Regions from separate parts of the Mus musculus genome. Here regions 2, 3, 4, 5, 6 and 7 are each linked to region 1. The links are chromatin contacts, called in public ChIA-PET, Hi-C and HiChIP or PLAC-seq maps. All regions are on one chromosome and are shown on one strand. Each heading gives the region's core, a stretch centred on a gene start, on an enhancer-like site or on the middle of the called end of the contact. The rest is flanking DNA. Distances are from core to core; before and after follow the strand shown. Region 1 has its middle 15 kb from the start of Gm31889. Region 2 has its middle 33 kb from the start of Gm43837. Region 3 has its middle 20 kb from the start of Gm31363. Region 4 overlaps Rfc1 (replication factor C (activator 1) 1). Region 5 holds the start of C030018K13Rik (RIKEN cDNA C030018K13 gene). Region 6 overlaps Wdr19 (WD repeat domain 19). Region 7 has its middle 9.6 kb from the start of Gm31423.

What was found. Hi-C and Micro-C count contacts between places; a contact is called where the count stands out from the background. ChIA-PET counts read pairs in DNA pulled down with a chosen protein or histone mark. HiChIP or PLAC-seq counts read pairs in DNA pulled down with a chosen protein or histone mark.
Region 2: a Hi-C map of bone marrow-derived macrophages shows a contact between it and region 1, with 36 read pairs. The contact joins two enhancer-like sites. A contact is called at or near these places in 2 of 15 datasets of contacts at CTCF or cohesin (the NIH/3T3 cell line and large pre-B cells), 8 of 484 Hi-C or Micro-C datasets (bone marrow-derived macrophages, embryonic fibroblasts, embryonic stem cells and 1 more) and 22 of 115 datasets of contacts at active chromatin or transcription factors (bone marrow-derived macrophages, cardiomyocytes, embryonic basal ganglia and 11 more).
Region 3: a contact with region 1 is called in a YY1 ChIA-PET map of embryonic stem cells, with 5 read pairs. The contact joins two enhancer-like sites. A contact is called at or near these places in 2 of 15 datasets of contacts at CTCF or cohesin (both in embryonic stem cells), 14 of 484 Hi-C or Micro-C datasets (the G1E-ER4 cell line, the N1E-115 cell line, bone marrow-derived macrophages and 5 more), 20 of 115 datasets of contacts at active chromatin or transcription factors (bone marrow-derived macrophages, cardiomyocytes, embryonic basal ganglia and 8 more) and 1 of 9 other capture datasets (embryonic stem cells).
Region 4: a contact with region 1 is called in an H3K4me3 HiChIP or PLAC-seq map of bone marrow-derived macrophages, with 5 times the contacts expected there. The contact joins two enhancer-like sites. A contact is called at or near these places in 3 of 484 Hi-C or Micro-C datasets (B cells and CD4 T cells) and 3 of 115 datasets of contacts at active chromatin or transcription factors (bone marrow-derived macrophages, embryonic stem cells and large pre-B cells).
Region 5: a contact with region 1 is called in an H3K27ac HiChIP or PLAC-seq map of embryonic stem cells, with 12 read pairs. The contact joins the promoter of C030018K13Rik here to the enhancer-like site in region 1. A contact is called at or near these places in 5 of 39 promoter capture datasets (the 3T3-L1 cell line, hippocampal neurons, liver and 2 more), 2 of 15 datasets of contacts at CTCF or cohesin (the NIH/3T3 cell line and large pre-B cells), 18 of 484 Hi-C or Micro-C datasets (CD4 T cells, CD8 T cells, the G1E-ER4 cell line and 7 more), 26 of 115 datasets of contacts at active chromatin or transcription factors (CD8 T cells, the NIH/3T3 cell line, T-cell acute lymphoblastic leukemia and 15 more) and 1 of 9 other capture datasets (liver).
Region 6: a contact with region 1 is called in a Hi-C map of regulatory T cells, with 3 times the contacts expected there. The contact joins two enhancer-like sites. A contact is called at or near these places in 8 of 39 promoter capture datasets (the C10 cell line, cranial neural crest, frontonasal cranial neural crest and 5 more), 8 of 484 Hi-C or Micro-C datasets (CD4 T cells, bone marrow-derived macrophages, cortical neurons and 4 more), 2 of 115 datasets of contacts at active chromatin or transcription factors (embryonic stem cells and large pre-B cells) and 1 of 9 other capture datasets (adipose tissue).
Region 7: a contact with region 1 is called in a Hi-C map of bone marrow-derived macrophages, with 44 read pairs. The contact joins two enhancer-like sites. A contact is called at or near these places in 1 of 39 promoter capture datasets (liver), 3 of 15 datasets of contacts at CTCF or cohesin (CD8 T cells, large pre-B cells and pro-B cells), 26 of 484 Hi-C or Micro-C datasets (the 3T3-L1 cell line, 3T3-L1-derived adipocytes, the C10 cell line and 18 more) and 18 of 115 datasets of contacts at active chromatin or transcription factors (the NIH/3T3 cell line, bone marrow-derived macrophages, a colorectal cancer cell line and 10 more).

Annotation. Positions count from the first base shown.
Region 1 is chr5:64,863,262-64,866,362 of GRCm38.p6, forward strand. No RefSeq gene overlaps it. Among named protein-coding and RNA genes, the nearest start is that of Gm31889, 15 kb to the right of the region's middle. Within about 2 kb of position 1,545, at least 201 of the 459 cell types and tissues checked have an H3K27ac peak or open chromatin away from gene starts, as enhancers often do. A contact at or near this core is called in the C2C12 cell line, CD8 T cells, the G1E-ER4 cell line and 20 more, where this site is marked.
Region 2 is chr5:64,409,210-64,412,310 of GRCm38.p6, forward strand. No RefSeq gene overlaps it. Among named protein-coding and RNA genes, the nearest start is that of Gm43837, 33 kb to the left of the region's middle. Within about 2 kb of position 1,677, at least 66 of the 459 cell types and tissues checked have an H3K27ac peak or open chromatin away from gene starts, as enhancers often do. A contact at or near this core is called in bone marrow-derived macrophages, embryonic stem cells, intestinal villus epithelium and 1 more, where this site is marked.
Region 3 is chr5:64,430,236-64,433,336 of GRCm38.p6, forward strand. No RefSeq gene overlaps it. Among named protein-coding and RNA genes, the nearest start is that of Gm31363, 20 kb to the right of the region's middle. Within about 2 kb of position 1,641, at least 43 of the 459 cell types and tissues checked have an H3K27ac peak or open chromatin away from gene starts, as enhancers often do. A contact at or near this core is called in embryonic stem cells and uterus, where this site is marked.
Region 4 is chr5:65,292,995-65,296,095 of GRCm38.p6, forward strand. It overlaps Rfc1 (replication factor C (activator 1) 1), which reads right to left. Exons shown (of 25, transcript NM_001347357.1): 8 at 2,960-3,050; 9 at 664-941. Among named protein-coding and RNA genes, the nearest start is that of Rfc1, 41 kb to the right of the region's middle. Within about 2 kb of position 1,412, at least 12 of the 459 cell types and tissues checked have an H3K27ac peak or open chromatin away from gene starts, as enhancers often do. A contact at or near this core is called in bone marrow-derived macrophages, where this site is marked.
Region 5 is chr5:64,475,522-64,478,622 of GRCm38.p6, forward strand. C030018K13Rik (RIKEN cDNA C030018K13 gene) reads left to right here and starts at 1,487. Exons shown (of 2, transcript NR_045413.1): 1 at 1,487-1,711.
Region 6 is chr5:65,216,109-65,219,209 of GRCm38.p6, forward strand. The region is part of intron 6 of Wdr19 (WD repeat domain 19); the gene reads left to right. Among named protein-coding and RNA genes, the nearest start is that of Wdr19, 18 kb to the left of the region's middle. Within about 2 kb of position 1,418, at least 32 of the 459 cell types and tissues checked have an H3K27ac peak or open chromatin away from gene starts, as enhancers often do. A contact at or near this core is called in regulatory T cells, where this site is marked.
Region 7 is chr5:64,520,766-64,523,866 of GRCm38.p6, forward strand. No RefSeq gene overlaps it. Among named protein-coding and RNA genes, the nearest start is that of Gm31423, 9.6 kb to the right of the region's middle. Within about 2 kb of position 1,411, at least 42 of the 459 cell types and tissues checked have an H3K27ac peak or open chromatin away from gene starts, as enhancers often do. A contact at or near this core is called in the C2C12 cell line, beige adipocytes, bone marrow-derived macrophages and 2 more, where this site is marked.

The DNA.
Region 1 (3,101 bases), core at 295-2,794:
GACTATCTTCTGATACATATGCAGCTAGAGACATGAGATCTAGGGGTCCTAGTTAGTTCATATTGTTGTTCCACCTATAGGGTTGCAGACCCCTTCAGCTCCTTGGGTACTTTTTCTAGCTCCTCCATTGGGGGCCCTGTGTTCCATCCAATAGCTGACTGTGAGCATCCACTTCTGTGTTTGCTAGGCCCCGGCATAGCCTCACAAGAGACAGCTATATCAGGGTCCTTTCAGCAAAATCTTGCTGGCGTATGCAATAATGTTTGCGTTTGGTGGCTGATTATGGGGTGGACCCCCGGGTGGGGCAGTCTCTGGATGGTCCATCCTTTCATCTCAGCTCCAAACTTTGTCTCTATAACTCCTTCCATGGGGGTTTTGTTTCCAATTCTAAAAAGGGGGGAAGTGTCCACACTTTGGTCTTCCTTCTTCTTGAGTTTCATGTGTTTTGTAAATTGTATCTTCTTGGGTATTCTAAGTTTCTGGGCTAATATCCACTTATCAGTGAGTGTATACCATGTGAGTTCTTTTGTGATTGGGTTACCTCACTCAGGATGATGCCCTCCAGATCCATCCATTTGGCTAGGAATTTCATAAATTCATTGTTTTTAATAGCTGAGTAATACTCCATTGTGTAAATGTAGCACATTTTCTATATCCATTCCTCTGTTGAGGGGCATCTGGGTTCTTTCCAGCTTCTGGCTATTATAAATAAGGCTGCTATAAACATAGTGGAGCATGTGTTCTTATTACCAGTTGGAACATCATCTGGATATATGGCCGGTGGTCTTTACAATAAAACTATGGAGTGGATTTCTGTCTCTCCCTTGGATCTTATTCCGGGTGGATATCTCATCCAGTGAGTTAGTTAGAGGATAGAGAGTGGCTTCCTGGCTCCCAGGTCAGACTCATCTCTCCCCAAAACCCTACCAGAGCTTCTACAGTCTCCAAAATAACATTCTCATGGATGGTTGAAGGTCTCTGGTCACTTGATCCTAGATGGATCCAGGCTCAGTCCAAAGCTTGGATGGAAGAAATGCTACATGTCACATTAGAATCTCCAGCCATTTCACCAAGGTCCCAAAATGAATAGGGGGGGGGGGAGGCGGGGGAGGGGGGGCTGGCTCAGTGGTAAAGAGCACTGACTGCTCTTTCCAGAGGTCCTGAGTTCAATTCCCAGCAACCACATGGTGGCTCACAACCGTCTGTAATGGGATCTGATGCCCTCTTCTGGTTCTGTCTGAAGACAGCAACAGTGTACCCATATAAATAAAATAAATAAATCTTTAAAAAAAAATAGTTAATGTGGGCACCAAGACTCTCACGAAGCCCCCTGGGGCTTACTTTTTAACATGACAGGAAAGCTATGGAGGGCCATGCTGAGTGAAGTACCTTCTTGGTCTGTTACCCTATTATTGTGTTTGGCAAGTGAGGGAGTCAGGGCATTAGTTACTCTACCGCAGAGCCAGGCCTCAGCAGACACCACCAGCCACTTCCCCACAGTCAGTCAGACCTGGGCCACTGGGTCCCCTGCCTTGTTGCTTGGCAGCTTTCTTCAAGGCCTGGCCTGGGCAGCCACACCCAACATTCTCACCACACCCTGTAATTCTCGCCACCCAGAAGTTCTTGCCACACCCTGCCTGCTCCCGGAAGGTAAACAAGGCCTCCAAAGAAGGGCTGCATTGTGTGCTTGCCCTCTTGGCCTTGGCTCTGGAGGCCCCAAATGGGCCTTTGACTTACAAACTCTGGCAGATCTATAAACAGTGACTAGAACAGAGGCCCTCCTGAACTTCAGCTGACCTCCAAGCTGGTCGGTTCTGAGGGACAAGTGCCTAGGCACCTGACTCCAGTGAGCAGAATTTCTACACCACCCAGAAGTGGGGGGAGTTTGCATTTGGGAAAGATAGAGGGAGGGGTGTCATGCTCCCTGGGGAAGACTGAAGTTTGGTCGTGTCACCCAGAGTAGAAGAAATTGCTGGGACATCAGTGAAGACCTCGGCAATGAGAGATGACAAAGTTCCTTTCCATGGAGCCCTGATTTGCACAGATGCAGCCGCTGAGGCATACAGAGTGCTTGCCCTGCGTCCCCCACTAAGCCTCAGATCCTTACCTTATTTGTGGATCATGCTGAGGGCGAAGCTCACTGTTTTCATTTCGCTAGTGAGGAAGCTGTGGTCCAGAGCCAGTAAGCAGGCTGCTCAGGGGCTGCTGATGAGCCCACAAGAGGAAGAACTAAGTTCTGAACCTAGCCCCTGGCTGGAGGCTGCCACCAGGGCAGCCTGTGAGTTAACACTGAGTCCACTTTCTTATGTCACAGGATGCACAGAAAAGGAGTCACTTTGGGGGTGTCTTTGTCTATTTTGACTGCTGCAATAAAATGTCGCAAACTTAGACCCTTTACAAACAACAGAAATATGTTGTTGAGAGTTTGGGAATTTGGAAGTTCAAGACCGAGGCACTAACAGATCTGGTATCTGCCCACCTGTGGTCATGGGGATGGTTCATGCTGTGATTGTTCCAGCAAGAAGAGGCGGGACACCACGGCCCCACCCGTTCAGGACCTCAGTACCTTATATCACCTTGTGACTTTCGTACATGGGCTTCATAGGATACAAGTACACTATAGCAGACAGACTGCTGAGGATCCCCCAAAATTATCAGGTCTCCTCAGAGTAGCTGGGTCATGTGCAGAAGGTTGGCGGGACTTTCTTACAACCAGAAAAAAAACTTGGCCCATTTGCCCTAAAAGCTCTCGAGTGGCGCACGGCTTTAATCCTAGTCCTTGGGAGGCAGAGGCAGTCTGATTTCTGAGTTCAGGTCAGCTTAGTACAGAGGTCCAGGACCACAAAGACTAACCCTGTCTTGAACACCGAAAAAGAGGGAGCTAGAGAGATGACTCACTGGTTAAGAGCACTGGCTGTTCTTCCGGAGGACTCTGGTTCAATTCCTGACACCCATGTGGTAGCTTATAGCTGCAACTCCAGCTTTAGGAGATCTGGCACTCTTACACAGATGTACATGCAGGCAAAACACCAGTGAACATAAAATAAAAACAGATCACACTCATTGTTAACTGTGTGTACCGAAAGGGTAAAGAAATGCAG
Region 2 (3,101 bases), core at 427-2,926, 450 kb before region 1:
CTTTTAAAATTATGTTTCAAATGCCCCATTAAAAAAAAAAAAACACAAAACACAAAAAACCCCCGAAAACCCCCACATAGAATGACTACTCAACCTGTAATCATGAAAAGTTGGTTTGATGTTCCAACCCCAAATCTTGGTGGCTTATTTTTCTCTTCTTTTTAACACTCGCCTCACCTCGGCCTTTGATTTTGTAAATCAATGCAGCTTCTCTTCCAGGAGAAAGAATTCTTCCTGAAAGAAGAGGGCAATCAGGGTGGAGACTCCAGAATTCCTCTTGGATCAGTTGGGGATCTCTGAGGCTTTAATCTCATGCACAGCATAAAATGTAAAACACAGTCAAAATATTAGTTGTATCCTAGCCATTGAAATCACTAACAATGGGAGGGACCTAGCACTGCAAAGAATCGAACAGCTAAAATGTTAATGTTTCAGGGCCAATACATTTATAATATTGTATAGTGGGTTTTTTTTTGTTTGTTTTTGTTTTAGTTTTTTCTAACATTTTGGATATAAGAATGTCTTTCAACACCTCGTGCTTTATAATCAGCATTAGCTATTTCCAGTGCTTATTTCCCTTCCCAACCTCATACTCAGAGTGTTTGTAGGTAAAGATGGGCTATCGAGTTTACTTGCTGTGGGTGTTGGAAGTCCTGAGTGTCACAGGCAGGCTGTAGGGTCAGTGGCAGTAACTGGGACTAGGGTTGTCTGGTCATTGTGTGGAACACCGGTGTGGACAGCTTAGCATTGTGAGAGGGAAGGAATCTGATGGGGGTCTGGCCTGTGGCCATATATTCTCTGAGTTGCTGATTTAGGAGGCCTAAGTGGAGGAGGCTCAGCGTGCTGCGTACACCTTCTTCATCCCTGGGTGCTACACCCCTGCCTCCTGGTTGCTTTCTGGACACAATGGCTCCTTCTAAGCCATTCTTAACTTGGAGTTCACTATATGGAAGCCATATGGCATGCCTAAAGCCATGCCTTGTGTTCATATGACATTTATATCTTCTTTCCTGAACATTCTTACAAATCATTGTTTTATGTGAGTGAGTGCTTTGCCTACATGTGCGTTCCCACAGAGGCCAGACAAGAGTGTTGGGTCCCCCAAAACTGGAGTTAGAGATGGTGTGGGTTACCATGTAGATGCTGAGACTCAAACCTAGATCCTTGGGAAGAAAGCTGGTGCTCTTAACTGCTGCACCATCTCGCCAGCCCCGTTCCCCCAAATTTTTAAATAGCGTCTGTAGAACCCCTCAGCATGGTCATGACTTAATTTGGATGTAACATTTTCGGCTGCTGTCACGTGACAGTCTCTCCCTCGGGCCCATGGACGAGCGGCGTCCACGAGTATAGGATAATATTATGACAAGGAAGTTAAAAGCACAGGAAATGAAAACAATATAGTAGCCTGTTCTGAAGATCCCGAGCAGGACTGACTTCAGAGCCGTTAGGGTCTATTTGTAAAAGCATAGGCTGTCCAAGCACAAAACAATCAGTGCAGAAACCCATAACTGCCACGCCCAGAAAGCAGCATGCCCGGAAGGGTAGGAGGAAGCCTTTGGACTCTTTCCTGAAGTGGGCCTGTGCTGGAGGGACGAAGGCTGTAGATGGTGCAGAGGTTGTGTTTGGCTGGCTGAATTCCAGCACAGCTGAGGGCTAGTTAGACTCTGTAAAGGTTTCTTTCTCCTTCGCTTCCTCTTACTGGGTGCTGGCTTAGCACATGTTGTGAGGGTATTTATTTTTGACTCGATGGTAACTGTTTCAGGAAGTCTGAGGATGTGAACAAGATTGACAGCTGTAGAAAGTTCCAGGAAACATACCAACCAGGCACGTTCTTGGGGTTATAGGATGTGCCATACCAAAGAGGCTGTAGGGGGTCTCATCAAAAACAAGCAAATGAACAAAACAAGACTGAAGTGGTTTACAAAGCAATAACAGAATCCAGAGTGTCTAAATAATGGTCCCTATAGGAGGAGCATCTTGGAATTTTAGAAGCATTGGCTACACACAGCAAATATTCCCTCCACAATGGAGTAAACAGAGTTAAGCAGAGGCCGGATGTTTTTGGAGGAGTTTATAGTCAGTATATTGGTTTGCTGGTTAGTTTTGTCACCAGCTTGACACAACCTAGTTGAAGAGTTGCAAAATCAGCCTGGCCGGTGGACTTTATTTCAGTTGCTAATTGCTTGCTATAGATGGGGCCAAATTATCTTCCCGAGGTAAGAGGTCCTGGACTGCAGAAGAAAACTAGCTAAGCATGAGCCTGTGAGCAAACCAGAGAACAAGCTAGAAAGCAGCGTCACTCCATGGACTCTGCTTCAAGCTCCTGCGCTGAGCTCCTCGCCCCGACCTCCCTGGATGGGGCTGGGATCTCTGAGATGAAATTAGCTCTTTTTTTTCTCACCTAGAGGTGTGTCTCCTTGCTGCCCTAAGTCCTGTCAAGATGATAATGAAGATTAACCATCACTTTTGCCCCGTCTCTGTAGAACATCAGCTACCTAGCTCTAAAATCTATTCTATAGACTGAGATTTCCTTGGCTGTTGAGGAAACCGCGACCCACCGAGGAGCTGGGATTTGCAGCAGAGAGGCTACAGCAGTACATACCAGAGGTAAGATGTTAACCAGTTCTCTCCTTCCTAGCCTCCTTCCTCCACACCCAGAAGAGGGGTGAATGTCAGCTGATTCTAGCCTGGTGTGCTCTGCAGACACATCCTAGGGATGGAAATGTGGAGGACTCTGGGAAGCCCAGGCCCACAGGAACTGCAAAGGTGAGACTGGAGTGATAAGCCATGCTTGTTGCTCCTGATTGCAGAGAGTAACTCGTAGAGAGAAAGGCTTGTTTGGGTATACAGTTGGGGAGATTTCAGTCATGACTGGTTGACAATGAGGTCAATCATGGTGGTGTCTGATGGGAGCAAAGACATCCACCCCACAGAAGGGATGCAAACAAGAGACAAAGGTCCTATGTTTCTATTCAAGGCCTACAATAACTGGTTTCTATCTCTCCATCCTCTTTCAACATCACCATGTTGGGGGACAAAGCCTTTAACACAGCAGTTCTCAACCTGTGGGGTGTGACCCCTGAGGGACTAAGACCATCAGA
Region 3 (3,101 bases), core at 391-2,890, 430 kb before region 1:
AAGAAAAGGAAAAGAAGGAATAGTTATCAACCTGATGCTCAACAAGTCCTTCAGCCTTTTGGAACCTTGCACTTCAGCTGAGTTTGTCTTAATAAGTGTGGATGGGCAATGCTTCAGTTGGTACAAAAGAGGAGTGCTTTGAGACAGTGCTTTGGGGTCGGAGGCCTTTCTCTTCTACTCTGGAGTCTGTGGGAACCACCTGGGGTCCCTGAAAGTTTTGCTCTAGACCTGGTTGCAGATGTGACCTCTGCATTGCTCTGGGCAGGAACCTCCATGAAAGGGTCAAACCTTGCTGGATGCTCCTGACCTGTTTCTTCTTATGGTGGAGCACTGGGTGCGGCTGCGAAGGAAAACAATTTCATCTTGATGAACCAGAATGGCCAGTTGGTGTGAGCAGGGTGGGTCCCTGCTTGCTGTTCCCAGAGCCCCAAGGCAAGAGCCTGGAGTCACATTTTATCTCCGGCTTCTGACCTGGGGTCAGGGTGCCAATAAACCAGGTTGTTTTGGCCACACCCTGTGATGTATTTGTCTGATGGGAATGTGGTTCTGAAACCAGTAGATGGTGGCCTTTGTTCAGTGGTGGCTGGAGGCTGCTTTTCTTTCTTAGAGTTGAAAGAGTTGCAGGCTGCATTCCCCCAGAGAATTAGAAAAAGAAATGTTCTGAAACAAATGATGCTCCCATGGAACACTTATTCTTTAATTCCCACCAGCCTCCACCCAGTGCTCTGTGAGTTTTGGTCCAGAAATGGCTCCTGTCTGTCCCCACCATCTCTATCAGTGCTAGGATCTGCATGGATGCTTAGAAGTGTGCTAGGCCTGCCTGCTGGTCTCCGGGTCCCCATGTCTGTCCAGTACCCTGCCTTGTCTCCTGTCCTGGTTTTCAGGAACGCTTTCCCCTGGCCTAGCATGTGTGACCCTGGAGAAGGGATTGCAAAGCCAGTCTGGATAATTCTGAGTAACTCAGTAAATGAGCTTCATTTCAGATGGAGGTGGGAGACAGCAAACATGAATCCTGCTGCAGCCCAGCCTGGTGTGGGTCCACCAGACAGGTGCCAATCAAAAGAAGGATCTTTCCAAGTCGAACCTGTTTTGGAAAATAGGTCTATTCACAGCATACAAGACAGATGCTCCAAGAAACGCTTTACTTTAATCAGGTAGTCACCTGCTCTGTTTCTCACTGTTAGTCTAATGGAAGACTGCACCTTTCTGAGTTTCAAGTCCTGCTTCTAAAAAAACTGGGCTGGCCAAAATTATTGGAAGAGCGAGGCACGGTGCTATGTGAGTGCTATGTGAGGGGACTGAGAGAATGCAGTGCAATGCGTAGGAAGGCTGCAGCCACTCTTGGATCTCTGTGGTGCCATTCAGACAGGGGTGCTGGGCCCAGACACAGAAAGGACACAGTACCCTTAGAGCCCAGTGAGAAGTCAGATAAGATCTGGCCGTTCAACTTGGGTTTGGGACGCAGAAGGCTGGAGGCACCAGACAGTGCTGCAGGAGCTCAGCCGAGGGCAGCCGGAACCTGGTTTGACTTGAATTTCTTCCTTCTGTTTTGTTATTGCTGATAGCTTTGTGTTTGCTGGCCACTGTTGGAATCATGGGTGTAACTGGGTGGGGCAGGTGAGGCCAGAGGCCAGGTGCAGCCTGGCAAAGAAGTAGAGGGAGGTGTAGGGTGTGGTGTGCAGGGCCCTGACTTCTCTAAGCAGCTATAGGGAGCTCCTTCCCGGAGGCAAGACGCCTTGTCAGGCACTGAAGCAAGGCTGGGGTGCTTGCTGCCTCTGTGACTTTCCTCCTCCTCCTGCAGCCAGGTCTAGGGAGGAACAAGTTGTCTTCAGCATGGGATAACAGCAGTTGTGGGGTTGCTGAGTACCTCTTTCTTTCCCCGTGTCCTCAGGCTGTTTCGAGCGCTCTTGCTGGCTTGCCACCTGGCTGCCATCTTGTTATCATGAACGTTTCCCACTGGTGGCTTTTACTTTGGGGTGATTCTGTAGATGAAGTACTTGTAGGACTGAAGTCTCAGAGACTTGGGATTTGGAGCCAAGCGAAGGAATGGCAGATATGGATGGCATAGGGAGAGGTCATGAACACGGGTGGGACAGGGTCCATGAACACAGCGGGTGGGGGGTGGAGTTTGCACGCATGAATGCAGGTTTGTGAACATGGATAGAATAACAGTTTGTGAATATGAACGGGATAAAGTTTGCAGTCACGGATGAGACAGAATTCATGGATGTAGAAGAGAAGGATCTCGTGGACAGAGAGATGGAGGAGTTTGCAGACATGGACCAAGTCCATGAACATGAATGGTAAGTCGTTCAAGGACATGGATATAGAGTTTCACTCATTCTCCAGTTGGATGTAGCAGCCAGCATCAGAACGAATCCACGTGGGGCCCTTACCTATCCTCCTCCTGCTGGTTGCAGGCTTTTCTCTTTCCCTAGCCCACCTCTGGCTACCTCTCTCAGTGCAACCTCTGTTGTCCCCTTAAGCCCCCAGCATCAGTGATGGAACCCAGGACTTTATGCATGCTTGGCAAATGCTCTGCCACAGAGCCACCTCCCAGGACACCTTGATATTTACTTTTTCAGGAGGTGGCAGACTAGTGTGTTAATAGAAGCCTTAGCTCCTTTGGTATCCCTAATGTTTGGTGCATGGGAGGAGCAGGGCAGGGTGCAGTCTATATTTGTTAGACTGAAGAAATAGAAAGATGACAACTGACCTTCCTCAATGTACCAGATGGTACTGGAACAGAATTTGGAGATGAGAGACTACGGGTCATATATAGTCTTCCTGGATTGGTCTTGGATTAGAGACACTGACCTAATTTATACCTTAAGACTGTGTACATGAAGGCTTGTCCTTAGAAGCAGCGTATGTTAACACAATAACAAGGGCTAGCAAGATGGGTCAGCAGGTAATGCAGTATAAGACTGATGACCTGAGTTTGAGCCTTGGAACCCATGTACAAAAAGCCATATGTGGTGGCATGCCTTTGTAATTCCAGTACTCCTACAGTGAGAGAGTGAGCAGAAACAGGAGGATTCCCTGGAAGCCCATGGGCCAGCTAGTTTGGAATGTACAACAAAACAGGACCAAGAGAGACT
Region 4 (3,101 bases), core at 162-2,661, 430 kb after region 1:
CACACACATCAAGAAATAACCAGACTAGGATCCCTTATCTGTTCAGCACTATCGGTATACTCAAAAGCCGGCTCTAAGCTGTCCCAACGCTCACAGTGCTATTTTGTCTTCAGAGAGCTCATGTCTAGCTCTGCCTTTGATACTAAGTGCCTAAGAGGCACTAGGAGTGCTCGTTTCTCCTTCTAAATCTAAAGTGTTTCAGAACTGGAGGTTAAAAATCACCATTATCTTCTTATATATATCTAAAGACAAAGAAAAGTCCCTTTGTGGTTCTGATGACCAAGATTACAGGTAGGTAATCTTGGAAAAGCTACTTAAATTCTTTCAGCCTGTTTCTTCGTCTTTACAACAAATTATAAGAGCAAATGTCTCAAAGGTTATTGTGAAGATTATGGAATATAATTTATGAATATGAGCATAGTTTCTCATACAATAGCAGTACATATTGGCTCATTTCCTGTATGACTATTCTTTAAGAGATTTACATGATCTCATGTCTTCTAGGGATCAAACAAGGAGTCAAGTATATTAGCCAAGCACCCAACCACTGAGCTACACCCCCCAGCTTCAAATTATTTTTTTATAACAACGTAGGAACATGATGAACAATCCACCTGAACTGCCATTTGTTCCTGAATTACATACATTTCACAAAGTCCCTACCTCTCTCTTAGTTGGAGAAACTTTCGTTTTCTTAGGAGTTGTTTTCTCTCCTTTGGGTTCAGTGGCGCTTTCTTTTCTTCTTGCAGCCAGCAGCTCTGTTTCGTTGTAAGAACTTTCTTCTTTTGCTTTCATAAGCGCCAGTTTGGCACTGGCCTTGGGTGAGGAACAGGCTTCCTTCCGGTGAGCTGATTTGCAAGGCTGCTTAGCATCTTCTGAAGCCCTCCCCTTGCCATGCTTAGCAGGACTGTAGGTCTTTCTTGCAGTTGAGAAAAGCTCGGCTTTTACAAAGGGGAAACCAGGATTGTTATTTGGGTTTCATGACAGCCAGCATCAACATTTTCTTCATCTTTGTGATTTTTTTAGTACTATATAGTATCACATTATTTCAAAACATTTACTACTTTAGCTTATATAGCATCCTTATTTTTTAAACTTATATAGACACATAATATATATTTTTGTAATCAGTTCAAACTGAGAATTGTCATTATAAATGCAAACTATTCATTTGACATATTATTGTAAACAGCACGGAAAGATATGGATGTAGCCCAATAGTACAGTACTGCCTACCAATACGCAAAGCCTGAGACCAATCCCAGGCGGTGTGAAAAGTCCAAGATTCCCCTCCACAGATATGCTGCTATAAAATGTATAGAGACAAAACTTACTGCCTGGGATATGCTGCACAGAACTCTGCAAAGCAGTGGGACTCAAACCCTGAGTCATCAAGGCTAAGAAGTGCTACATATGCAGATTTACTTCTAGAATTACATCATCCATTAGTCTCCCACGTCTGCAGGCTCCACTCAGCCAGCCAGGAACAGGAAATACTTTAACTATGTATATACAAACCATGTTCGTTTATCCTGATGACTATTCTCTAGACAATCAGCACAGTAACTGCTTACATACCATTATACTGTATGAAAGTAATCTAATAATGGCTTAAAGTACACTGGAAGAGATGCTGTCTATAAATTATATGTAAATTCTACCCTTGCACATAAAGAGCTTAAGTGTCCACAGTCATGGGGACCCACATGGGTCATGAAATTCATGTTTCATAGATAATGAGGGGCATCTAGGACACAGGTCTGTATTCCAACTACTCAGAGGGCAGTGGCAGAAAGACTGCAGTTTTAAGTGTAAAGTACAGGATGATTTAAGGCCAGCCTGTGTAACTCACTAGAACCCTATCTCAAAAGAAAAAGAAAAAGGAGAGCTGAGAATATAGCTCTGAAACAGATCACTTAAGTAGTATGTGCAAGACCCTAGATTTAATCCCTGGTATAGCAGATAAACAGAAAAGGGTAAGAAAAGGCAAGGGGTGACTGTATCAGTAAATGGTGCAATGTCAGGACCATTGCAGAACAGGATATCCAAGATAATCTGAAGAGCTTCCGATGGTCTGGACAATCCAGAGGACAACTCTGTGACACTACCTCTAACACGAAAAGCTTAAAACATTTGCTTCTTTGTCTTCACACAATAAAATCCACATACTCAGACATTAACAAAGTGTACCCTAATACACTTTACATAACACTAAACGCAGAAGAGCATTCTCCTCTAGTATCTAGCTTTCAAAGTGCAGGTAATCCTTGATTTAGGACTGTTAAAAGTTTTCAACTAGCCTGTCGTGGTGGCCCACGCCTTTAATCCCAGCACTTGGGAGGCAGAGGCAGGCGGATTTCTGAGTTCAAGGCCAGCCTGGTCTACAAAGTGAGTTCCAGGACAGCCAGGACTATAAGAGAAACCCTGTCTCAAAAAAACAAAAAAAAAAAACAAAAACAAAAACAAAAAGTTTTCAACTTTATCTTAGAGGCAAAGGGGAAGGGGGATGAGATGGGGGGTTTGCAGGTGGGAGACACATTTGAAATGTAAATAACCAATTTAAAAAAGTTTTCAACTTTATAATGGTGCAAAAGAAACATGCAATCAGCAGAGAGATGGGTAATTTTGAGGTCTGATTTTACAGGAATGTGACTGTAAATCAGCCTGCCGTGTCTGTGGGTTCCATATTCATGGACTCAGCGACTTCTTGAGATATCGGGCATCAGCAGTGACATTCTCCACAGCATGCACTTCTCACTACGACATGATCTAACTGTTGACGGTCTTGGAGTTAGCAGAAGTACATCTGAGCCTAGGGGCACCTTTACCTAAAGGGGCTCAAACAGCTCGCTGAATGTCCACGAAACAAATAGTGCAAAGAAGGGTTTAGCAAAGTTAGCGAGTATTCTCTTCTACAAAGACAAGCCAGCGCTCTCTTACATTCCTCTGCCACCATTACCTTTATTAGGGCTTTTCTGCTTTTCTGCTTTGCTTAAATCATCTTGGACAGATGAAAATGATTCTTCTCCCTCTTCAGAATCCTTTCGGGCCTAAAACAAGTTTAAAACGTGTCCGAATGTTAAGTAATAGGAAAGCTATTA
Region 5 (3,101 bases), core at 237-2,736, 390 kb before region 1:
GCTCAGGGGCTTATTTTCTAAGTGACTCTGAATCCTGTCAAGTTGACAGTCAATGTTAGCCATCATGTCACATCAGAATAAAGTGGTAACTCACAGTGCTTCACCCTTTAAAGAGAAAGGGAACAGTGGGCTCTCCTGATGGTCAGGCATAGCAGCTATCATGGAGAGGATGGTGGGAAGCACTTCCACTCACAGTGGAGAGCCTTGATGGGCTTCAGTGGAGGCCTGGCTTGCTGTTCTTGGTATAGTCTAGCGCAGGTAATCAGCTGTGCAGCCACAGATTTGTGGCTCATCAGTGTGAAGATTTGTGCCCATCTTTCTGCTCCCATTGCTAACCATATTACCTCATCCAAACTACCCTTCTGGATCAATGACTAGACCGTTCCACTGACTCATGTGCTGGTCCTTGGGCTAGGAGATCAAGGCCACATAATATAAAGCTTAAAATATCAAGAATGTCAAAAGCGGTGCCAAGGTGGACTTTCAGAGGCATCCCAGAAGACAGCAGAATAATGAGCAGTCTCTTTGCAGGCTGGTCATGTGTCTCTGCAGAGAGCATCCTGCTAAACCCTCATCAGGAAACTCCTGTTAGGATTTCTGCAGGAGCGACATGGAGAAACACCTGATAATGGTCTCTGTGCTGGCTAGTTTTTTAGGCCAACTCCAACACAAGGTAGAGTTATTTTGAAAGAGGGAGCCTCAACTGAGAAAGTGCTCCCACCAGATTGGCCTGTGGAGAAGCCTGTGGGGGATTGCCAGGTGGGAGAGCCCAGTTCACTGTGGGTAGTGCCAGACACGGGCTGGTGGTCCTGGGTGCTCTAAGAAAGCAGGCTTAGCAAGCCATAGGGAGCGAGCCAGAAAGCAACATTTCTCCATGGCTTCTGCTCCAGTTCCTGCCTCCAGGTTCCTGACCTGTGCTCTTGCCCCGACTTCCCTCCATGATGGATTTATAAGCTATAAAATGAAATAATCCCCCTTTCCAGGGGATGCTTTCACGGTGCTTTATCACAGTAATAGAAAAGTAACTAAGACAGTTTCTTTCCCAGAATAAACAAAGTACACTTCCGGCTGTCAATTTCGTCTCTTTTTTTTTTTTTTTTTTTTTTGACACCCTGTAACTCAATGACAGCTCTTGAGGATCGATATGGTCCAGTGACAGTGAATTGATTGTTCCAGCAGAGATTTTTAATGAGATTGTTCACACCATTCAGGAGCCGCCATCTCCAGCCGATCCCAGTGACAATGGTAGGGACCCTGTGAATAGAGAAAGCGAAGCAACCTTCCTGCTCATTTCTTTTTGAAAGCACCAAGCCCTAGCAGCCAGGCCTTCTTGTTAATTAGTTGTTAATTATTGGGACAGCTCGTGAAATGGGTTTTAAAGAGCTGGCCTGGTGGCAAAGAAAAGAACCTATCACAAGAGACTGAATTGAAGTGCAAGAAAGGGAGAGAAAAGCTTTTACGTAGTTGACTGGCACCAAGGAAATTCTAGCAACATATCTTTGGGGTGCAAGACGGGAGGTCTTGTAGAAATGCATACAGGATACTGGAACACACGAATTAACAGAAATTCACCATCCTCCTCCTCTATTTTTTTCTAGACTAGAAGACACATGGAACAGAGCAGAGGTGACCTACGTAAGGTCACACTTCTGGCTGGTGTCCTAAGATTCAACCGAATGCAGAGAACTCACTACCATCAGGTCCCGTGAAGGTGAGTGTTGGCCATTTGGCTTGAGTTGTCTATGAATACAGGCTTCTGGCCCACTTATTTTTATTCACCCTCAAGGAGGGCTATGACAGAAATAGGTCAAAGCCACACATTGCCAGATTTAGAAATCTCATGCACCACTATGGCCAAATTCAATGATTACTGATATGTTAAAATTAATGCCTTTAAACTCCTGATAGTGTGTGAATAATTGTGCCATTTGTTCCCCACTCTTGTGGAAAGTTAACTCATTACATGTGTACATTTAGAATGTTAGTTTCTATAACTATCTTGGCATTTAAGTGCATTTTTAATGTTTCTACATTTATTTATTTATTTATTTATTTATTTATTTATTTATTTATTTGTGTGATTGGTGTGTGTGTGTGTGTGTGTGTGTGAGCATACTTTTGGACATGTGCATCACAGTATACATGTGACCATCAGAGGACAACTCATGTGAATCATTTCTCCTGTTTCTACTATACGTGGGGCCTGGGAAATGAATTCAGGTTATCAGAGTTGGTGGTTAGCACCTTTACCTGCAGAGCCAATCTATCTCGTCAGCTTGAAATAGATTTTAGGAAATAAACATGTTTTTCTGAAGGTTCAAAATATACAAAACAAGTGGCTGAGCTTTTTTTGACACCTCTGAGCCGCCTGGTTGGGAGACTATCACATTAATAAGTGATAAAAGCTCACTGAGAATCAAGGCATGGTTTTCTTTAGGCAGAGTACTCTGGGTTTCAGAGTTGTAGAGTTGGCATGATGGACCCATCCATCAAGGGCAAGCAGAGGCTAACTACACACAAGCTACTCTCGGAAATAAACGCTTAGACAATGCCGTTACTGTTTTTATTCTCTGTATTACCCATGCCTATCTCTTCGGGTAGCTCCGTTATAGAACTTCAAACATAGCTCATCCAATCATCTTTTAACTTAAAAAATAAATAAATAAAAACTTGGGGTAAAGATCTCAAGTGCATCTTTATTCTCTGCTGAAAAGCTGCTAAATACAGGAAATAAAATACGAAGTCACCGTAACCGGAAGCTCTGCACTGAACACGAGCGGTGAAAGGGGAGATGGGTGGGTGTTATTCTTTAGGGATGCTCTCTGTCCCGCTCCAGTAGCTCTTTGAATGGTGCTGGGCGTGTCTACCTGAGCACTGTAAGGCAAGGATTTCTTGTCTTATTTCTCTTCCAAGACGTGCTGAATGCCCTCCACGGCTCTCCAACTTGAGATGCGTGAGGATCATCTTATGAACGGACATAGAATGTACAAGCCCCTCAGCCGACTCGGAGTTTCTGACTCACTGAGAGCCCTGGACTGGGCAAGTCTGACAAGCGCTTGACTTTTGTTGCAGGCCTGGGTCCCATGTTCTCATCTCTCTAA
Region 6 (3,101 bases), core at 168-2,667, 350 kb after region 1:
GTGCATGCTTGGTGACCACTGAAGTCAGAAGAGGGTGTCGTCAGGTTTCCTGGAATTGGAGTTACAGATGTTTACTAGCCATCTGTGGGCACTGGGAACTGACCCTGGGTCCTCTGCAAGAGCAACAAGTGCTTCTAACTACTACGCCAGCTCTCCAGCCCCCAGTTTTATGTTTTAAGGATCAGAAACCTTTGTCTGTTCCCATGCATCCATACACACACACAGCACCCAGATACAAGTGGGCACACAAACTTTCACACTTGCATACGCACACACACACTCACACACACACACACACACACAAATCCTTTTTTACTAGGATTTTTTTCTTTAAGATTAATAAGTTAGCTATTAAAGGAAATATATTTTCCCCTTTGATATCAAATGGATTATCAGCTCTGTGGTTTCAGACAGTATGTTTGTGAAGTTTTATGCATGCATGCTGATAAAATGGTAAGAACTAGAGAACTGTGGACTCCAAATCAGGCTTCCTGAGTCTAAAGCTTTAATGGATATACCTTTAATGGATATGTTAAATAGTTTCCAAAGGAATCCTGACTAAATCTCAATTAAGATGAATTCCTTCTTCTGTTGAAATTTCCCAAACTTGATTTGATCCTAAGAGGATCTCTTCTTCAGAGAATCTGCATTGTCAATGGCTACCTAGCATCACCACTGGGAAAATTATTCCATGAACCACTATCTATTCCTCAGTACCCTGGTGTACTGTCTTTACAGTCCATACCTCAGTGCCCTACTGTACTGTCTGAACTAGGCTGCACTGACTGAAATACTCTTGGAATATCTGCTTAGGCACAGCACACAGATAAACCTTCCTTGGTCTGTACTGTACAGACAGTTGGAAATGTGATGTATTTGTCAGCTGTTGTTGTATAACAAAATATCTCAAAATGTAGGAGCTTGAAACATCAGTGTTTCATTGTTGTTGACAAGGAATCCAGATGCAGCTTCTTGGAGTGCCTCTGCCTCAGAATCTCCCACAAGGCCGTTTCTAAGCTCACTCACGTAGTGGTTGGTAGAGTTCAGCTCCTTGCAGATTTCTGTTCCTATACAGACTCACTCTATCCACTGTAAGTCCTGATTCCCTACCATGTGGATCTCTCCCATGGAGTGTGCTGGAGTTGAATGTGGTTTATCACCCAAGGTTTCGTTGTCTGAAGTTTGGTCTCTCGTCTACATACTGTGGGGACGTAGGGGAACCTTGGAGGAGTTGGAGCCTAGTAGGAGGTGATGGAGTGTGGACAGGAAGGAATTCATGTAGCTCTCTTGGGACTCTTATTTACAATTAAGCAAAGGTTGTTATGAAAGGTTCTTCACCTTCACGGGACTTTCCTATTCACACACACTCCTGCCGTGATACTAGGTAGTCTTCTAAAAGACACATGGCCTTTCATGATGAGTTACCAAATTTTGTGGTCCAGCTTTTATGCTTTATAGCTTTGGGAGGTGGTAACAACCAGTACACTTTAGACTGTGAATCTTTAAAAGACAGAAGACAACCTGAATAAGGCAGAGTGTGGGCAAATGTTATCACAGAGGTTGGGAGTGTGGCTCAGTTCACGAGGCTCTGTGCTCAGTCCTTAGGACCAGTAAATAAGTAAGTAAATAGTAACAGAATTATAAGTTTCGAATTATAGGGACTGTAAGAACATGACAGTTGTCGTGTTGTGGTTTCCTGTCTTTCTCATGTAGCAGTAAGGAAGTGGGTGGGTTACCCAGAATGCCATCTCCCTTCCATCTTAGCTTCTGGCCTTTTCCAGGACGCATCCTTACCTGCCAGCTGAAAGCTCCTGCCTCAGGGTTCTGTCTGCATTTCAGCCCCGGGAAAGGGAGAGAGGGAGGCAAAACATTAGAAATTAGTGGAGAAGCTGAGCCAAAAGCAGCCTTGTTGGTTTCCTTTCCTGTCATAGCCCAGCCATATGGTCACACCCACACGTGTGCTTGTGCACGCGTGCACATATGGTGGACATGAGTACACATGTGTGCTACAGCATGTGAATGGAGATCAGAGAACAATTTTGTGGGGTCAGTTCTCTCCTTCTGCCTTTATATGGAATCTGGGACTTAAGCTCAGGTCATTGGGTACATATGCTAAACACTTTTTGTCCACCCAGCCAAGTCACTGCCTCAAACTAGTATACTTTCTAAGATTCTTCTGGCCTTCTCAACGCTGTTTGCTCCGACATGAGCTCTAGTCACCTTGCAGTTTTGATCATTCTATTCTGCTGCCCTTTAGAAACAGAACATTAGATGCACTGTTTACTGCTGCCCCGCCCCCAATTCAGGTGCCCACACTGGACATCCCTGGTGTGTTCTTGCAGTTTTTGGTCCCCTGAGTCATGAATGACCTTGGGATACTTTTTTCTACAGAGCATCACAGGAGATCATTACGTCTTGCCAGTATTTGCATACAAGATAACTGTTTGCACTTTCTAACCTTAAGAAGTCTCCTTCTCAAAGTAGGCATACCACAGAAAGTGTCACTTGTAGGCAAAGCATACCGCGCACGTCTTGTCTCTTTTGCTGTGTGTCTGCTGTGGTTCAGAAAGTCATCCCTCTGTCATTTCTGTTCGCCCTGCTCAGCATCTATCTTGCTTCTGGAGGCTAGAGACTGTTCCGGTGGCTCTGTCTTGTCTTGGTTGTGCAGCTTTAGGGGTTGAACCTAGAGCTGTGTGCTGTGCCAGCGCCCTAACCCTGAGCTGCACCCCAGGCCATTATCCTTTGCATTTGAGACAAGGCCTCCCTTTGTAGCTCAGGCTGCCCTGGAACTCATTACAGAACCCAGGCTGGTTTTAAACACATGGCCATCCCTCTGCCTCGACCTCCTGGAAGTCTTAAATTGTGAAAATTCTATATTTTGCTTTTAGAAAATACTTGGTAGTTCTTTTAAAACTCTGCTTGAAATATCTGGAAAGGCAATCTACACATGTATAAAATAATTAACACACGGTAATGATGAAACAGTATTACAGAATATGAGAGCCACACTGAGACATCATTGCTCATCTGTCACACTGAGAGGTGACATATGACATGACCACTTGTTCTATTGGGGAAGCTGTAGATAAAAATGATACGGT
Region 7 (3,101 bases), core at 161-2,660, 340 kb before region 1:
CAGAAGGCTGAGATAAGAGGACAAAGGCAGGAGATAGAAGAGGAAGAAGGGGAAGGGAGCAAGGGAGAGGGGAGCAAGGGAGAGGGGAAGGGGGATTTGTCTTGGAGGGAAATGGGACAAAGGACTTCCTCTGATGGAGAGGAGACAGACCGTCACATAGGAAAATGGTGGTTTATAAAGGGAAAAATGGGAAACCCCGTGTTAGGATGAGGTGTTTAACTTTAATTGGGCATGTTAATTAGGTGAGCCCAAGAGGGCTTTTGACCGCTGGACTTCAGTATTTTGATAGTTGGACCTTGGTAGTCAGCCTCAGGAGGAAGAAGTGGCCAAATAAAGAACGGACCTTGGAGACTAGCATTAGGAATGAAATCTACGGACTTTTAGCAAGACAGAGGGAATTGGGGAGAAGGACGAGGCCTGTCAGAGCCATGACCACCACACTTGACCTAGCCGGAGTCCCTTCAAATTCTTAACCACAGAAAACATGTTGCCACTCTGAGCTCACCTTAACACGGAGAGTGCCATGCAGCCCAAGATGGCCAGCACACTCACTGCCCCTGCCACCATATGCAACTGTAGAGAGAAAGTGAAGGCAAGTGAGAAGCAAACAGCAGATGACAGCCACAGAGAAGCATATGAACAGGAACTTTTAAAGATGGGAAAAGAATTCCTAGTGGGGGACACGAGGAGATATGCATACTCATTACCTTCTCATTATCCTCAAATAATACCGCCCAGCTGCGGCTCCCCTGTAAAGTCAAAAAGTTCCCGTGAGTTGGAAACAGAGCACAAGAGTTTTCTCCTAACACAGGATGGTGCCAAATGTGAGTGCTTACATAAATAGATCAAGAGTCTCTCCACCGAAGACACATCCATGTCCAGGCTTGCCTGTGGCCTGACTCTTCCCCTGACTACATAATGATTAATAGGCTGTAGCAATATAGTGTGCCAGATACCTGTATTTGGTTATGAATGGAGAAATTATTTATAGTTGCCTGAAGCCAGCGTGGCTGTCTGGTACTTCTATGGCTTTATCTTACAAAAATAATATATATCATAAAGAATATATATGTGTGTGTGTGTGTGTGTGTGTAGGTATTTAATATGAATCTGGTGGGTGTTGCCATAACCAACCTTCATAGGTAAAAAAAGAAGGAACAATGTCTTTTCAAGTAGTCATGAGGAAAGTGAGAAAACAAAGCACTTTGTAAATGAATCCCTGACCCTGTGAGAGGAATCTTCACAGAAACCACAAAATGTTGGCTTTTGACTAAGTTCCCAAAAGAAAAAGTCAGTTTCCTGTTTGCTTGGGGTTGTATTTTAATTTCTTTTTGGTTGTGGTTAGATAATTTTCAAGAACATATGGGAAAAGTCTTGGCAGTCAGTCCCTCTCGTCCCCACAGGATGGCAAAAGAAGTGTGCAAATGAAAACGGGACACAGCACTTCAGCCTGACACGATGCCCCATGGTGCCAGCCAGCGGCTTCTTGGGGGATAATTTACAGCTGACGACTGAGGACTTGAGAAACCATGCTCAGCAACAGTTTACAAAGCTGAGAACAGAAAGCAAAGACTGCTGAAACAGCATTAGACACACACACACAGTGTCACACACACACACACAATCACATAATACATACATACTCACACAAACATACACAGACATACACACACATATATATATATACACACATTCACACACACATACACACACACTCATACAGACACGCACATATACAATGCACACATGCATACACATACCCACACATACACACACAAATTCACATACACATACATACATACATACACATACAGATACACACAGAGCTACACACACACACACACACACACACACACACACACACACACTGTCATCTGAGATTAAGTCTGACCAGGCTACTCACAGTGTTAAAAATAATAACCCAAAGTTTTACAGAGCAGCTCAGTAGTTGCACTTAGTGCTATAACGGCATCTTCCTATTTAACCCTAATAACCTTAGATGCTTAGAAAAATAAGGCGGACTGTTTAAAATCCCCAGCCAGCAGGCACTCCAGCTGACTGTTGATGTTGAACACAGCTGTGTCCATAGCCTGAGCTTTTAACCACTAGAACGTGTTGTCAAACCCTGATGTTATAACAAACACTTTTGGTGGAATGGATGGTGTCTTTACCACATCACATATGTTCCTGCTATGAATAGTAAATGAGCATACCGTGAAATAATGAAATAGTTATGATTTTGCACAAATGCTTCGTTACAGAGCCCTTGAGTAGAAACCCTGCCACAGTCAGTGCACAGGTAATTAAAGACATTGTAAATAGTGCATCTTTTACCTTCTCAGCCTTCCGTGATTGATAAAACGCTAGGTAGATTGAGTAGGGATAAAAGACAGAGAACATGGATCATGGGCATCAAGAACTAAACTTGGGATGGCAGTCAAGTTTGTGGCCTCAAAAACATCTTAAAGGGTATTTTTTTGCAATAAATTAACATTTTAGAATTTATGAACTTACAGTACAAATTTCTTAAGCTGACACACGATAAAATGGAAAATATGAATAGCCTCATGTCTATTGAAAGAATTAACTTTGGGGCTAGTGATGTGTCTCAACAGGTAAAGGTACTTGGTGGCAGGCTGGATGGCCTGGGTTCAACACCTGCATCCCACGTGATAGAAGGACAATGGATCTGACTCCCACAAGTTCCCCTTAGACCTCCACACAGGCACTGTGATGCCAAGAAAAATAAAAAGAATTTAAATGTCTATTTTAATTTTTTTTTCCTACAAGGAAAACTCTAGGTCCAGATAATTTGCTGAGAAATTCTATCAAATATTTATTATAATTTAATCAAGGAGTGAACAATTCCAACCTTGGATAATTTTTTCCTAATACTTGTTTTAAGAGATCAATATATTTTGATTTAGACAAAACAAAACAAACAAACAAAAATTTAAAAAACAGAAACAGGCTGGGCATGGCGGCTCACGCCGTTAATCCCAGCACTTGGGAGGCAGAGGCAAGCAGAAGTATGGGAGTTCAAGGCCAGCCTGGTCTACATAGAGAGTTCCAGGCTACCCAGAAATGTATAGTGAAATTCT